3 separate regions of the Zea mays genome follow, and all the other regions are linked to region 2. Evidence: chromatin contacts called from public Hi-C data. All regions are on one chromosome and are shown on one strand. Each heading gives the region's core, a stretch centred on a gene start, on an enhancer-like site or on the middle of the called end of the contact. The rest is flanking DNA. Distances are from core to core; before and after follow the strand shown. Region 1 holds the start of LOC100191728 (DELLA protein DWARF8). Region 2 holds the start of LOC100282654 (protein binding protein). Region 3 holds the start of LOC100284729 (integral membrane protein DUF6 containing protein).

Region 1 (3,098 bases), core at 520-3,019, 190 kb before region 2:
CACGCCACCACGTTGCAGATCTGCCGGCCGAGGTACACCTCCGACATGACCTGGTCCGTGCCGCCGGCCGCGGCCGGGGAGGCGTCGGTGGACTGGCCGGAGCCGGCGCCGGCGCCCTCGAGAGAATCGAACATGGTGGAGTAGTAGTGCAGCGACTCGGTGAAGCGGTCGAGGAACGTGCCGGAGTTGTGGTTGGCCTCCTGCTCGACCACGGTCACGATCCTCGGCCGCACCGCGCGCACCGTGCCCAGGACCTTCTCGAGGGCACCGGGCTGCGCAAGAAGCCGGTGCAGCTCGAACACGGAGTTCACGGCGATCACCTCGGGCTCGTCATCCGTGTCATCGCCCTCCGGTTGCAGCATGAACGGCTCCAGGTCGGCGAGCGTGGCCGCGACGAGGCCACGGTACTGGAAGTCCACGCGGATGGTGTGCGCGAACTGGGCAAGTTTCCAGCCCACCTGCTGCAAGGCGTCGGTCTCGTCGGGCTGCGGCGGCCCGACGCCGGTGAGCCGGAACGACGGGGGGCCGCCAGGGCGGAGGGCGAGGGCCTGGAGAAGAGCCGGCCACTGCATCCCCTGCTTGATGCCGAAGTCGACGACGTGGACGCGGCGGCAGCCGGCGAAGGCCTCGAGGATGGCCTGGTTCGCGGTGAAGTGGGCGAACTTCAGGTAGGGGCAGGACTCGTAGAAGTGCGCGTGCAAGAGGTCGGCGAAGGCGGCGTCGAGGAGGGAGCTGTCCGGTGGCGGGCGGAAGCGATACACGCGGCGGGCAAGCGCCTCGCCGAAGTAGGCGGCGACCTTGCGCATGGCACCGCCCTGCGACGAGGCCAGCATGGGGATCTGCTTGACCAGCGCCTCCGCCGCAGAGAAGTTCTCCTGCTGCACGGCCTCCGCGCACGCCAGCAGCGCGTGCACGAGCCGGATCCCGGCCTCCTGCGTGTCCACCACCACCACCGGCACCGCGGGCCCGTTGGCCGCCGCGGATGCTTGCGTCGCCGGCGGCGCAGCTTCGACCACGGAGCTCCTAGTGCGACCGCCATCCATGGATGACGACGAGGAAGAGGAGGACGACGTGCTGCCGCCGCCAGTCCTCATCCGCTTGGGCTCCCGCGCCGAGTCCGTGGACGGGTCGGCCGACGGCGCCGCCACCGGCGAGGGGATCGGCTTCAGAGCGTAGGTACTGCTGGACGAGTCCACGGCGGGCGGGAGATCGAAGTAGCCAGCACCGGCGGCGGCGCCACTTGTGACGGTGGACGATGTGGACGCGAGCCTTGGGGCCGGCGTCGCGGGCGGGAGCGGCGCTGGGGGCGCGTTGAGCTCGGACAGCATGCTCTCGACCCAGGACGACAGGTCGGAGGGATTGTAGTGCACGGTGTCCGTGGCGAGGTGCGACACGAACCCGTCATCAGCGGTAGCGCCGGCGCCGCCCACGCCGCCCATCCCCATGGCCATCTCGAGCTGCTCCAGCTTCTGCGCGACGTCCGCCATATCCGACGAACGCACCTTGTACCCGAGCGCGGCCAGCAGCTCATCCACGTCCTCCTCCTCCTGTTCCCCTGCTCCCGCCGCCGCCGCCATCATCTTGTCCTTGGAGGAGCCCATGTCGCCGCCACTCCCGCCGGCGTCTTGGTACTCGCGCTTCATGATTTCGGAGCTACAGGCCTAGCTAGCCAGCTAATAATGGCTTGCGCGCCTCGGTTTCGGTTCTGGGATAGCTTGGGATTTGGATCCAGGGTTGGGAAGTGCGAGTGGGGAAGGAAAGGGTAGGGGAGGGGGGAAGCGGCTGGGGCGAGACGGGGAAGCGAGGAAGGCAACTAGTAGTAGCAGCGGCAGGCGAAGACGGCCGCGAAGGCATCAGCCATCAGGTGATCAGAGAGGAAGGCATCTATCAATAGTCTGTCGCTGCAGGTGGGGCCTGGCAGGTCCCTCCCCCAACGCGCGCACAGCGTTGGATCGATGGACGGGTTCGTCGCAGCCGTCCTTTTCGCCAGACAAACTTCACCATCCAGTTAGAAATCCTCCGCCCACCACCCCAAAGATGGCCACAAATTAAAAAAAGGGGGCGATGAGAAGTGGGGAGCTGCGTCCACGGCTCACTACTCAATCTTGCAAGCCAATGGCGAGCCGAATTTTATAGCTTGCGGAACTAACTCTGTAGTCCAGCGTGCGGCTAGAGAGATGTCGCGAGTGGGGAGGACTACCAAGCCAAGATCAATGCAACTAAAAAGGATCCAGCCTTCCCTTTACTCGCGAAAATTAGTACTCTTTCCCTGACTTCATTAGACTCATGTACCAACTAATGTATTGAGCGTGTGTATTCCAGCACAGGGTTTCACAAAGAACGATTGATGTTGGTGACTGGTGAGCCTGTGGAGGATGAGATTTGATATGTAATTTGATAACATGAAAAGAGGATAAATAGATATACCTACCACAAAGCATATCAGAACAACTTTGGAAAGTGGGTGAGGCAAATTCTCGTCCATAAAGGCCCACAACAATAGAACGGTGATAGCCTAGACCCGCAGTCTCGATCTCGGTCAGCGCAAGAGGCTTGGAGGAATGGCGGCCGGGGTTGTCGACGCTAGAGTACTTGTACAACGGGTTTTAGCAGGCCATCTGAGGCTTAACCCGGCGTTGCATTAAAACACGCATAAGCCACACGCTGGTAAGACCGTGCTGCTTCAACGTGGTGATCGCCTTTAGAAGCTGCTCCACTTAGCTCTTGGAACGTGCATCCGTGCCATGGTGCCACTTATTCGTCGAAAGCGGCTCCCATCCGATGTACGGTACAGCACTGCCGGGCAGATTCTTGGCGTAGAACCACTCACCCTCGTACCGAATGATGGAGGGAAGCAAGATCTTGAAATACTCTGCCTTCCAGCTAGAGAGGAGTTGGATGGAGGCTGAGCCACCAAACGATTGACCGCCACGACCCAAAGTCACCCACGCGCTAAAGAGATACTGCCACAACTTCCAATAGGGATCGATGCCCATAAAAGCCTCATATAGCGTAATAAAACACGCTATATGGAGGACGGTGTTGGGGTGGAGATTCTGGATCTCCAGCTAATAGTAGTGGAGTATCCCCCATACGAA
Region 2 (2,957 bases), core at 176-2,675:
GTAATTAGGGTTATGTTATTTCATATCTTTAAAGACGCACTTATTTTATTTTAGGATAAATTTCTAACTCTAAAATATCACTCAATTAATGGAGGGAGTACACATTTACCAATGTTTTTTTTTTGACTTTCGCATTTACCAATGTTATTACCTGTATATTTTCCCAATTATATTTTGGGACATTTGCAGCTACGGAACGGACCCACCAAATCCGTTGTTGACCTGCGTCTCGGCAGGCCGGCTGCGTCGTCGGCCCGGTCCCCGCGCCGCGGTGCGGGCGATCCTCCGTCTCGGCGAGTCGGTGTAGGGCGGGATGACGGTGGGACGCGGGGCGGGGAGAGGAACGTGGCGGGAGGATCCGAGAGTGTGCCGTGCAAGCAACCGCCAAAACGGGGCCGGACGATGGGGGCCGCGGGCGGAGCCACCAAGTCGCAGAAAAAAATTCTCCTACACTTAGCGCCGTCTAGTTTGATGAACTAAAGATTAGTTATCCATTTTAGTTACATTTAGTCATTAAATTATCAAATTATGAGATTAAAATATGGACTAAATTGTTTTATAATCTAGTCGCTTATGGTATGTTTGGTTGGAGGTATAAGGAGGAATGAAGTGAGCGACCACAATTTTATAGTGTTTGAATGAGAGTCACATGAGAGCAAGCTAAACACCGAAATAATTTTTAGTGACAGCGTGATACCAAAAAATCGAGAGGACGGTATCTGTCCCGCTTCATTCTACTTTAACCTCAAACTAAACACATTAAAGGATGACTAAAAGGGACTAAACTATATAGATTCTACCTTTTGACCTCCTTTATTTCAGTTACACTAACGGCGAGAAAACACTAAGAATATTTAGGTTTTTTTATGATTTATTTAATACATTTTGAATAGTTTTAGTCTATAGAACTATACAGAGTAGATAATAACTTAGTCCCTCAATTAAACCAAAAAGGACCTGATACCGAGCAGAAAAAAAATCCAGCTCGTCGGCTTCTCAGGCTATCCGCAACCGTTACCCCTAAATTTTTCCCCCTATATCACTTTTTCCCCCTATTTTCCCCCCTATTTTTTCATCTCCCGCAGCGGTTCCCCCTAAATACTCCCCCTATACCCCACTACCACTATAAAATATCATTTTCTATATCAACTATCAATTTTTTATCTACTAACAATTACTCGTGGACCCACAGCACAGTGTTTAGGGTGATGAACAGTGACACGCTAGATCTAGGGGAGAGAGAAGGGGACCGACACGTAGGGGGCGCTGTAGGGGGCACCGCTGCGGCCATAGGGTGCCCCCTACGCGCCGCATGCAAGGGGAGAGGGCAGCGTTGCGGTCAGTCTCAAACACCAGGCGCGCGTTGTTGGCCCCCGGGACCCGATCCCTCTCCTTCTCTCCTTCTCTGACCCGACCCGACCAATCCAATCCATCCCCTCTCCATCTCCCATGACCATGAACAGCGGCTCGGCAATATACTACTGCTAGGTTATGCTACTCCATTACGAAAAAGCGCAGAGAGAACGCAGAATGGAATCGTCGCTCTTATCATACTCCATGACTCCATCACTAGACTAGAGAGAGAAACCCTTGTACCCTTTGTTCTGTTTATCCCCCATTTCTCCGAGTCACCCACCCATCGCCGAACTTCGAGTCCAAGGAAGCGGAGCCACCGGAGAAGGGGATATTTGCCTTTCCCGTCGGGGGTCTAGGGAGCAGGAGAGATGCAGCGGCGGCGGGGGCACACGTGGGCGGGGGTGGGGAAGACGGCCCAGGCGGCGTCGGCGCACGCCGCGCTCTTCTGCTTCACTCTCCTCCTCGCGCTCAGGGTCGACGGACGCACCACATACTCCTGGTGGTACGCGCTCTAAACACTAACCTCCCCGTCCCCTCCCACCTGGCTTTCGTCCCTCCCCCTCCGCTTCGATTCGATCTAATTAGTTTTGTTTCAGCGAGGGGAGGGGCTTCGAGTTATTGGACAGCGTTCTGATTTGAGGGGACCGGGGGAGAGCGTCTTTCTTGCGATGCAGATGTAGTTTTGGAATTGGCGGATTCGTATGCTCGTTTTTTTTTGCGTGTTGCGTGCGTTTCAGGGTTGGCTCTTGGCTGCTGGTAGCTGGTGCTGGATAATCTGCTCCGCCGACGTGTAATTCAGCTACATGTCTGGGGCTCAGATGAATGTTGAGAGCTGCTGGTAGTTCTCAATTGATGCTTATCAATGACCCCATCTATAACCGAGCTGATGCTGGCCAGCCGCCGGCATTTCCTCACTTGGTGTTGTGCTAGGATAATAGACAGCAGATTTTATGCCTTTAAGCACTGTTCTGATACGCCAAACGCAACGATAAAACCTTGTAGCTAGAATTAGGTAATACCGAATTATGGATTGCTTTATGACAAATACTATAAGTTGACAATGGTAAAGCCGATACAAATTGCTAATGATGCTACTTTGATCATGTAGGATAATATTCATTCCACTATGGCTCTTTCATGGTATTGTTGCGCGTGGAAGGTTTTCAATGCCTGCCCCTTCATTACCTCATGGCCGTCATGTGAGATTTACAGTGGCTCGTCTATTAAACCTGACCTTTTTACTGTTTGCATTACCATTGCTCATTTTGCATCCAGTTAGCCTGATATGTTTCTTTTTGCTTGCAGTGGGCACCATGTCATTCGATTGTTGCAGCGCCTTTACTAATTGCGTTCGAGCTGCTTCTCTGCATATATCTTGAAAGCATAAGAGGTAGGGTCAGAATCCATTGGGTAACAAAACCTGTCTAGTATGGTCACCATATTGAGATTCCTAGAATAGTTTAATCTGAGACGCATGTTAAGTTTCTCTGTTATGTTAACTTTGTAATCTTAACACTTCTTTTCTTTTGTGTTTGCCCAGTTAGAAATCATCCATCTTTTGATCTGAAGATTGTGTTCCTTCCTCTGTTGGCCTTTGAAGC
Region 3 (3,238 bases), core at 532-3,031, 130 kb before region 2:
AAGAGCTAAAAATTTCTTCTTGTCCGTACTCCTTGATATTTGTTCTGTTCTAAGCATATGGATCCCGAAAAACACGGCACTGAAGAAGTTCAAAATATCGCCAACCTTTGAACACAATGAAAGCAGTTCAAGGAATCAGTATCGTATTTACTTTTTAAGGCACAAAGCAAGCAGTTCATAAATATATCCAAAGACTTGGAATAATGAAATCTATCGATTTTGAGGATTTAACAGAAGTTTTATATGTTTGAAATTCGGTTGATCATCGTCAATGCAAGATTGAAGACTCAATGGGAGTGTGACTATTGTTGCATGCATAAAGAACCTTTTGGACAGAAGTCAGGAAAGCAAGAAACTGTGCCAGAGATCTTTAACCATTCTGTAAGATCCTGAAAGCTATTATTCACTACAGCCAATAAACTACTTAGTAAAAACAAAGTTGTTACTTACACTGGGAGGAGATCCACCACATTCCAGCAGGCCAATTCCGAACAGAGACATGATGGCTCCGAACCATGTGAGTCTGGGGATCGAAGCACCAAGAAGACCATCAATTAGAGGCACAACTACGACCTGTACAGTAACAGAAGCATTTGCCAGTTCAGGCCATTTCAGCAAAACCACCAAAATTCAGAATGAACACGGCGTGGAGCAGGATCTACCGTGAAGGCCGTGATGAAGGATGCTCGGCCAGCATCAGATGAGAGCAATCCAATTGCTTGAGAAAGGTAAGCTAAGCTAACCCAGACTCCCAGCTCCAGTCCCGCGTAGCGTACACTGCGGTCACCGAAGGAACGGAGCGCGAATGGTACGAAGGGGATGGCTGCAACAACGAACCGCACCATGTTGAAGACCGCAGGCTCTGTCAGGGCTTCGACCTCTTTCAAAACCGGAATATCACTTGCTGGCAGGATAAAAAAAAAGGATCAAAAGTGAACTACAAAAGGCTCAATTTTACTGTTAATACCAACCACAGCACAACCAATCACAGTGGTCGGAGAAAGAACTTTAGCATGAAGAGTATTTGGAGTAGCACTACAGATTACAGAGGCGATGCACTGCTATTTTTTTCAATACCCTAATTAGCAATGCCAGAATCGTGCAGAGTAGAGTTTGAGACCGAGCAGTTGAGCATATATAGTACGAACTGGAGCGGCTGTGTGTGTGAGAGAGAGAGAGATTAAGAACAAAGGAAGTATTCGCACACCATAGATGACCGTGAGGGCGTTGAGGATGATGATACTTCGTGTCTTCTTGGAGGCGAAGAGGATCCGGCTCCACACCGGCCGGCCGCGCGCCGGCTTCTTCGTCTCACCGCTCTTCTTCCTCTCGTCCTCGATCTTGGGCGCCTCCTCCTCGCCGCTGGCGCCGGGCCCGTCGAGCGCCACGCACCGGGGCGCCAGCGCCACGAGAACCCTTGCCCGGCGCAGCGACGCGGCCCAGCGGGGCTCCGTGACGACGGCTAGCGTCGCGCGGCAGGAAGGCCCCGCCGCTGCCGCCCCAGCCCCGACCATCTGCAGCGGCAGTGCCCACGACGCGGGCGCGAGGGAAGAAGCCATACCAAGACCGCTCTAGTTCTGCCTGCGCTCCTGTTGCTACTTGCTAGTGGTGCAATGGAGTGAGCAGGTGTAGCGGCCACTTATGGTGTTCTCTGACTGGACTGGAGGAGTAAAAAGGTAAGGTAGGATGAAATGAAATGAAACTCGCAGGAAGAAGGCCTGGGTCGTGTTTGTCAGTTTGTGGTGAAGAGCTTGTCTTTGGCGACGACGGCTGGGGATTTTATTTTCTGTGGAGGCGTGGAGCGGGGGCGCGCTGTGGTGGTTGGCCACGTCCGGTGCTGGGAGAGACCTCTCGGGTTTGTTTCCTAGCGAAAACGCCCGCGTCGATATGTCTGCTGGGTTCAGATGAGGCCGAGCCGGCGAGTCGCCGTGGCCGCGAAACAGAGCAATCGTCTCTCGTCGGAGAGCTACCGAGTACAGCGCATGTGATCCTCGCGGAGCCCCCCCACCTGTCGAGCTGTCATTGCTCGGGCGTCGACGAGATGGCTTGATTTGCTTTGCTTTGCTTTGCACGCTGTGGTTTTCATCACATGCTGTGTTATGACAGTTTCTCTGGCAGCCATGATATCCTCGTGCTACGAGGCAATATCTTGTAGAAGAGTACTCTTTAACATCTAGCGCGTGCATGTATATCTTCAAACCAAAAATTACAGACACAGCTTCTGACCACCAAAATCTGTTGCGGACTGCTAAACACTCAGCTTTTCAGTCAGCTTCTATAAAATTTGTTGGAGCAAAACCATCCAAAATCAACATAAACACATAATCGGTTGAGTCATTGTAATAGTAGAAATCCGTCACTTTCTAGATCCTGAGCCCTATGAACAACTTTATCTTTCTCCACACTTAATCGTAATGATACTCAGATTCTCCCCACAGCCAGATTTTTAAAAAAGCTGGTCAGAAAAAAGTTGAACCAAACATGCCCATAATACCTCCGGCGAGGGCATCTGGCCGGAGCTAGGGTGAAAACGGGTCGGGTATACCCATCGGGTACCGGATACGGATATTGCAAATACTCATTTTTCGATACGGATTCGAATATTTTTATATTCGGGACGGATACGGGTAAATACCCGGATACTGAAGCTTCGGATTCAGGTCGGATGCGGAGCGAGGACTACCCGGTAAATACTCAGATAGTCAGGTCGGATACAGGTACCCGGAATTCGGGTACCCGTTTTTTCATTTCCTGCATAATAGTATAGTTATAACATCATAACTTTTACGTATGAAATCGGATGAAGATAAAGTTTATATGAAAATTGTAGAGCTCGAAGAGATCTATAACGTTATAGTACATCAATTTTTTGTTTAAACATATCTTTAGGCCAAAATTATTAAAATAATGTTCAAATTTATATTAAACTAATATACTTTATCATTTTTATGTGGGGGATTAATGTTATCTCTACGTGGGAACTTAAGGTTATCTTTGTAGAGACTATTTATTAGTATTCATAACTTATTTGCAATTTTCGATCGACGCTACATTATTTTATGGATTTAATTGTATTTTATTGATTTTCTATGACAAGAAATTAATAGATATATAAATAGTCTCAAAAAATCATGAAATTTTACGGAGGTATAACATATTGTCGGGGACCGTAATTAGGGGTACCCCTAATGCTACTTAATCCAGTTGGAAAACATCTTCAGAACAAACCATAAACGAC

Evidence for each region. Hi-C and Micro-C count contacts between places; a contact is called where the count stands out from the background.
Region 1: a Hi-C map of leaf shows a contact between it and region 2, with 3 times the contacts expected there. The contact joins the promoter of LOC100191728 here to the promoter of LOC100282654 in region 2. A contact is called at or near these places in 3 of 25 Hi-C or Micro-C datasets (bundle sheath and leaf).
Region 3: a contact with region 2 is called in a Hi-C map of leaf, with 10 times the contacts expected there. The contact joins the promoter of LOC100284729 here to the promoter of LOC100282654 in region 2. A contact is called at or near these places in 14 of 25 Hi-C or Micro-C datasets (bundle sheath, ear, endosperm and 2 more) and 2 of 3 datasets of contacts at active chromatin or transcription factors (leaf and seedling).

Annotation. Positions count from the first base shown.
Region 1 is chr1:272,694,006-272,697,103 of Zm-B73-REFERENCE-NAM-5.0, reverse strand. It overlaps LOC100191728 (DELLA protein DWARF8), which reads right to left and starts at 1,769. Exons shown (of 1, transcript NM_001367464.1): 1 at 1-1,769. The coding sequence starts at 1,643.
Region 2 is chr1:272,502,746-272,505,702 of Zm-B73-REFERENCE-NAM-5.0, reverse strand. LOC100282654 (protein binding protein) reads left to right here and starts at 1,425. Exons shown (of 14, transcript NM_001155562.2): 1 at 1,425-1,858; 2 at 2,465-2,555; 3 at 2,662-2,746; 4 at 2,897-2,957. The coding sequence starts at 1,725.
Region 3 is chr1:272,632,442-272,635,679 of Zm-B73-REFERENCE-NAM-5.0, reverse strand. LOC100284729 (integral membrane protein DUF6 containing protein) reads right to left here and starts at 1,781. Exons shown (of 8, transcript NR_182097.1): 1 at 1,208-1,781; 2 at 663-880; 3 at 451-523; 4 at 1-105.